Linked DNA regions of Sus scrofa: region 2 is linked to region 1. A link is a contact called in public HiChIP or PLAC-seq data. All regions are on one chromosome and are shown on one strand. Each heading gives the region's core, a stretch centred on a gene start, on an enhancer-like site or on the middle of the called end of the contact. The rest is flanking DNA. Distances are from core to core; before and after follow the strand shown.

The links. HiChIP or PLAC-seq counts read pairs in DNA pulled down with a chosen protein or histone mark.
Region 2: a contact with region 1 is called in an H3K27ac HiChIP or PLAC-seq map of alveolar macrophages. The contact joins the promoter of CCS here to the enhancer-like site in region 1. A contact is called at or near these places in 10 of 47 Hi-C or Micro-C datasets (adipose tissue, blood, embryonic fibroblasts and 5 more) and 2 of 2 datasets of contacts at active chromatin or transcription factors (alveolar macrophages and skeletal muscle).

The regions. Positions count from the first base shown.
Region 1 is chr2:5,762,600-5,765,738 of Sscrofa11.1, forward strand. No RefSeq gene overlaps it. Among named protein-coding and RNA genes, the nearest start is that of RBM4B, 18 kb to the left of the region's middle. Within about 2 kb of position 1,497, at least 3 of the 83 cell types and tissues checked have an H3K27ac peak or open chromatin away from gene starts, as enhancers often do. A contact at or near this core is called in alveolar macrophages, where this site is marked.
Region 2 is chr2:5,831,853-5,834,991 of Sscrofa11.1, forward strand. It overlaps CCS (copper chaperone for superoxide dismutase), which reads right to left and starts at 1,411. Exons shown (of 8, transcript NM_001001866.1): 1 at 1,370-1,411; 2 at 954-1,026. The coding sequence starts at 1,408. It overlaps CCDC87 (coiled-coil domain-containing protein 87), which reads left to right and starts at 1,579. Exons shown (of 1, transcript XM_003480670.4): 1 at 1,579-3,139. The coding sequence starts at 1,670.

The DNA.
Region 1 (3,139 bases), core at 247-2,746:
GATCTAGCATTGCCACAAGCGGTGGTGTAGGTGGCAGATATGGCTCAGATCCGGTGTTGCTGTGACTGTGGTACAGGCCTTAGCTGCAGCTCCTATTCGACCCCTAGCCTGGGAACTTCCATAAGCCATGGCCATAAAAAAAATAATAATACACACACACACACACACCAGTCCACAAAGAGAATGAAATATTTGTGAGAGATGATGGCCAACATGTCCCTGTCCCATTTTGGAGAAAAAAATGAATTAATACCCAAAATACCCAAGGCCTTCCATCTCCATGGATTTCTTCCTGGACAGTCAGCTATTTAGGATGAAATTCTGGGCACCATGCAAGCAAGGACCAGCCACAGCAGCAGCATTCTGACACACTTCAAGTACAAGGCAAAATAAACCCCAGCCTGATTTAAATGTTGTTGCCAGGAGAAAAGCATCCAGGTCCCCCTAGGTGGTGTCTCAGAACTCCCTGACTTCTACTGCAACACCTTCCCTGCAGAGACAAAGACCCATTGAGCCACAGCTCCAACTTGGCAATAGCTTAGACTACTGCAGTCCAAGTCCTGCTCTTTTTAGGCCTGAGACAGCCCCAAATCTATACTTTCCTCTAACTGCCAGCCACACAGTGAAGTCAGTGTGGCATAGAAAGGGCACTCAATACACTGCACAGAGCCTGTCCACAAGGCAGGAAAGGAGGGTTAGTTGGCTGCAAGATAGCCCTGAAAAGGGAAACAACTTGCCTAAGACTGCTCTCATGGCTTGTTAGAATTTGGCTCACAAATCTGGTTCTCTGAGATATTTAGGAGGAGGAAGGAAGAAATAAAAATACATTCCTAGGAAGAGTTGTCAGCTCTGTCAGAAAAATCCATCTCAAGGCTTTAAGATCAAGGCTCTATTGCCGAGAAGTGCAAGAAATGAGAGATCAGCCACAGGAACCCACACATGGAAAGGTTGGCAAAATGATCTCAATCAGTAGTGCCTTAGGTTTGCAGGCCTTCTGAGGATCCAGGCAAAATTTAAATCGCACAATTATGGCGCTACAGGTTGAAGGACTCACTCCGGTCATTCTCTCTACTAATCCACAAGAACCAATGAGGTAGCATCCTTTGGCTCCCCTGGTAAAGCCAGGGCAGTTAAATGACTTGCCCCTGCCCCCAAGGTACATACACAGTAGGTGATTCCTACTGTGTGCTCACCACAGCAGAGAGATGAAGAAAGAAGCTACTGAAATGGAGAAGAGCAGCTGGCAGAGGCACCCAGTAGTCCTAAGGCTAGACCCTATTGAGTCTATAAGGAGGGGGTGGTGACGGGGTTAGCCTCTGCATTTGGCAAGGTGAACTACATTTCCAGCAACAGTGGTCCTGGCCCACCCTTGGCTCTGACCTGAGAGGCAGGACAATGGCTATGAGAATTAGGAAAATGAGTGGTTAGGGAAAGGCCCTCCCCACCCTAAGCACCACTATCCTCCTTCTACACTGCGGCATGGCCAGTGGTTTCAGGGCTATGTTGGTGAATCACACCAAGCCTCTCCATAGGACGAGAGTTTGAGGAACCTGGACGAAGACCATCTAAGCTGGGCACGTGGCCAACACCCCAGGGACCACAACGCTGTTGCCACCTTCCCCACCCCTACCTGGAACAGAACAAGGTGATTCACGATCAAGATGAGCAGAGGAGGAGGCTCAGAGATTTGGACCCTGCAGGGAAGTCAGAACTGGGACTGGACCACACTGTAACAGGCCTCAGGACACTCACTAGACTAATGGCTGAAATTTAGGCTCTGGAGCTCGAGGGCCAGAACTTAGATACAAGCTCTTTCTGTGGCCTTAGACATGCTACTTAATTTCTCTGAGCCTGTTTCATCATAAAATGGGAATTTTATTGTGTGAAGTAAATGTAAAGCACTCAGTTCGCTATTACTACCACAAACTGATGTGTGCAAGCAAAAGAGAAGCTTCCACTCTATTCTTGAAGGGAGTTACAGGGAGGGAGCTGTCATCACTCCTCCTTTGGTCTTCAAGGAACCCAGCCCCCGCCGCCCCGGTTCTTGCCCACTGTGGAACCTAGACATACCCACTCAAGCTTCGCCTTTAGGGATCACCAATCTCCAAGCTAAAGGGCCTTCCTAGGTTATCATTTCCACCACCTCTGCCTTTTTTTTTTTTTTTTTTTTTTGGCTTTTTAGGGCCACAGCTATGGCACATGGAAGTTCGCAGGCTAGGGGGCAAAAAAGCCATGGCCATAGCCATAGCAACTTGGGATCTGAGCTGCATCTGTGACCTACACCACAAGCTCATAGGAACGCTGGATCCTTAACCCAGAGTGAAGCCAGGACTCAAACCCGCATCCTCATGGATACTAGTCGGGTTCATTACCACTAAGCCACAATGGGAACTCCTTTTTTTTTAAACGTCTGCCTTTCTTGACGGCTGACATATAGAGTAGAGCACAACTCTAACCCTAATGGGCCATCTGGGAATCCTCTGGTCCTACCCAGGGCCTGGTCCTGTGCTGGCACTCAGTTTCTTGAGCAACTGATAACTGCTAAGGCAGTGAATGATGGGGACAAGGGTAGAGGATAGTATGTTCCTAAGAGAAGCACAACATTCAAATAGCTTATATATAAATACACATTATTAAATGCCCATTACAAGTCAGACACTGTTGCCAGGCACTGGGGCAGCCCCCTTACTTACAATTTATGAGGAAAATATTCAACGCATGAGTAAGCAAAGAAACTAAGTACCACAAAATACACAAACTGGGCACAATGGTAGGGAAGAATGGGGGTGGGGGTGGGGAAGCATCTCTTAGAGGTTGTCAGGGACCTTCCTCTGAAGCTTGATCCTGAAGCGAGGACCTGAAGAGTAAATCAGCCCTGGAGTTCCCGCTATGGCGCAACAGGATTAGCAGCATCTTGGGACCACTGGGACACAGGTTTGATCCCCGGCCCAGCACAGTGGGTTAAGGATCCAGTATTGCTACAGCTGCAGCTTAGATCTGATCCCTGGCCCGGGAACTCCATATGCCACAGGATGGCCAAAAAAGGGGGGGGGGGGAATAGCCCTAAAATAGTCAAGAGAAAAGGTCCTTTCAGCTAGAAGGCCGTGAGGCAGGGAAAGTCTTTAGTTAACAGGATCTG
Region 2 (3,139 bases), core at 161-2,660, 69 kb after region 1:
AGGGGTCGAATCGGAGCTGTAGCCGCCAGCCTACACCAGAGACACAGCAACGCGGATCCGAGCCGCATCTGCGACCTACACCACAGCTCACGGCAACGCCGGATCCTTAACCCACTGAGCAAGGGCAGGGACAGAACCCACAACCTCATGGTTCCTAGTTGGATTCGTTAACCACTGAGCCACGATGGGAGCTCCAGGACTGGATAAATCTTTAAGAGAATCAAAGGCAGGCAGTTTCCAGGGCCATGCTGGTGGCTCTGCCTTCACAGATCTTTCCAACTGTGCCAAGTAGACACCAGACCAGTTAGCTGGCTTTTAAGAATCAGAGCCACCTGGAATGGAACATGGCCAGGGCAGCTGTTTACTCTGTCAAGAACTCGCTGTTGGAGTTCCTGTCGTGACTCAGCAGAAACGAATCTGACTGGCATCCTTAGGGACAAAGGTTCGATCCATGGCCTCGATCAGTGGGTTGAGGATCCAGTGTTGTCATGGGCTGTGGTATAGGTTGCAGATCTGGTGTTGCTATGGCTGTGGTTGTGGTGTAGGCTACAGCTCCAATTCGACCCCTACCCTTGCATGGGGACCTCCATATGCCGCAGGTGCAGCCCACAAAAGGAAAAAAAAAAAAAAAATCACGCTGTTTCTCAAACAAGAACTGCCTGTTTTCCAGGGAACATCCCCTGCAGGGGGCTATGCTCTGTCTACCTCCTCACTCTCCAGGTACCTGAGGTTTAAGACACCAGTGGGGCAGCCAATTAGAGGCAGTAGAAGAATCTGGCTGGGCAAGCCTGAGCCCTGCACTCCAGCCTCCGCCTCTGGTTCTCTGAAAACACTCTCTCCCCAGGCTTCAATTTCTGTATCTGTAAATGGGAGTAGGGTTGGTCTAAGAGAGCTTCCTGTCCCTCCCAGAGGCCTCCAGACTGGAAGAAAAGTTTTTCGGATCTGGCTCTTACCAGCCACCCCTTGCAGGCTCCTGCTCACCGCGTCCACACAGCTCTGACAGGTCATCTGCACCGCGAACTCTAACTGCAAAGGTAGCAGGAACGGGTCGATAAGAGCTGGGAAATTCCTTCTTGCGTGATTTTGTTTCACTATCTCCCCTATGACCACCCCCAAAGGCCTGGAGTAACGGCGCCCCACGTGATTCCTCCTCAAGCTCCTTCATTATCACTCACGATCATTTCAGGACCAACACCCACCCCCCAACATTAACGCCAAGGGCTCTGTTGGTCTCACATTCCAGTTTCGAGCTGGGGCCCCAGGCCCCAACCCAGGCGTCCGCTCCTTCCCCCATTCTCAAGTTAACGATCACCCCAGACGCCGAGGCTCTGTGCTCTGCGAGGTCCCCACACGAGGCCTCGACCCTCACCATGCAGGCAGTCTCGCGGTCCCTCGAGTCCGATGCCATCCTGGACCCAGGCACCTGCCGAAGGACCCGTTCTGTCCGGGTCGGCAGGCACCAACCCAGAACAGCGCCGCGGGGAGGCGGAGCCCGGGAAGACGCTCCTCGCCCCGCCTCCTGGTGCGCACGCAAACAAGGCACCGCGCCTCCCCACCCACCACCAGGCTGCGGCGGGCATGGGCCGCGCAGGCGCACTTGGGCATCCGGGCCATCGTTGCCTCAGCAACCGCCAGCTCCGCCTGCCGGGCCCGGGATGCCAGCCCTGAGATGGAGCCCAATAAGCCGGAGCCAGAGCTCCAGAGGTTTTACCACAAGTTGCTGCGTCCGCTGTCGCTCTTCCCCCGCAGGGCGACGCACACAGAGTCTGAGAAGCGCCTCCCGAAGGAGGTCCCCATGCTGCTGCCCCTGCCCTTCTCCCGACTGACCGTGGCGTCCCTCTGCCGCCAGGTAACGGAGCGGCTGGCCAGCAGCGGGCTGGAGGCGCGCGCGCCTGCGAAGGTACGACTCTGTTTCACCCAGGTCATCCTGGACGAGCTAAAATGCAGCTGGCAGGAGCCCCCCGCGGAACCTGGTCTGAGCCACTTGGACAATCAGAGGCTGCGGAAGCGGCTCCTGGTCTACGTGCTGCTCAGCAGCGAGCTGCTCTTCGTACGCTCCCTGCACCTTCAGAAGATGCTGTCGACACCTGCAAGTGTCTTCACTGAATCAGCCACGCTCACCCGGTTGGCCGCCAGCCTCGCCAGGGAATGCACAATCTTCCTCACCAGCCCCGACGTCTACCGTGGGCTGCTCGCTGACTTCCGCGCCCTGTTGAAGGAAGAGCAGGCCCAAGCCCGCAGGTCCAGGCTGCGCCCGGGCGGCTCCCCTGAGGCTTTCAGGCTCTGCCCTATCCCGTGGTATGAGAGCCCTAGCTTTGCCCAAGTGCCGAATTTCAACCTCAGCCTGAACGATCTCATCCAGCTCAGCCGCCCGCGAGAGTCTGTCAGTGAGCCTGAACTGGATCCGGTAAAGGAACTGAAGTCCATTCCCCAGCTGAAGAAGAGGAAGCCTCTCCGCTGGCTGTCCTCCGTGCAGAAGAAGAGAGAAAGCAACTTGGGTTCTCCACAGCCTGCGTCCCTGCCTGCGTGCTCTGCGGCTCCCCCCAGCCGGACTCCCGCCCCCTCCCACTTGCCCCTCTCCTTCCAGCTCCAGAGGGGCCAGTCCTTGCCCTCCCTACGTGAGGGCTGGAAGCTAGCAGATGAGTTGGGTCTTCCTCCGCCCTCTCCTCGACCCTTAACCCCGCTGGTCCTGGTTGCAGAGAGCAAACCTGAGCTGGCAGGGGACACAGTGGCTGAGGACCTGAAGCAGATAATGAGGAACATGGAATTGCATCGGACCCGCTGCTCACTGGTGGACTCAGGCCTGCCCCCGCTCCTGGGGGCCCTGACCTACCGCCCTCGCCCAGGACACCACATGGAAGAGCTGCAGAGAATGTTGAAGGGTCTGGAGGAGAATGAAGCGGCTGGGCAGCGCCCCCCCACGCCCCCTCCACTTGAAGCACAACCGGTGACTGTTACTTTGAAGCTAAGAAATCAGGTGGTCCAGGCAGCCGCTGTACAGGTCTCGGGGCGAAACTTTGTGGATTCCTTCCACGTTGACGGGGCCGGAGTCTTGTACAACCACTTGACTGGCGAGCTGGAACCCAGACTTGTCGAGGAAATGGATGTGGACCTCTCTGTCGGCAGTAGCATCAGGGAG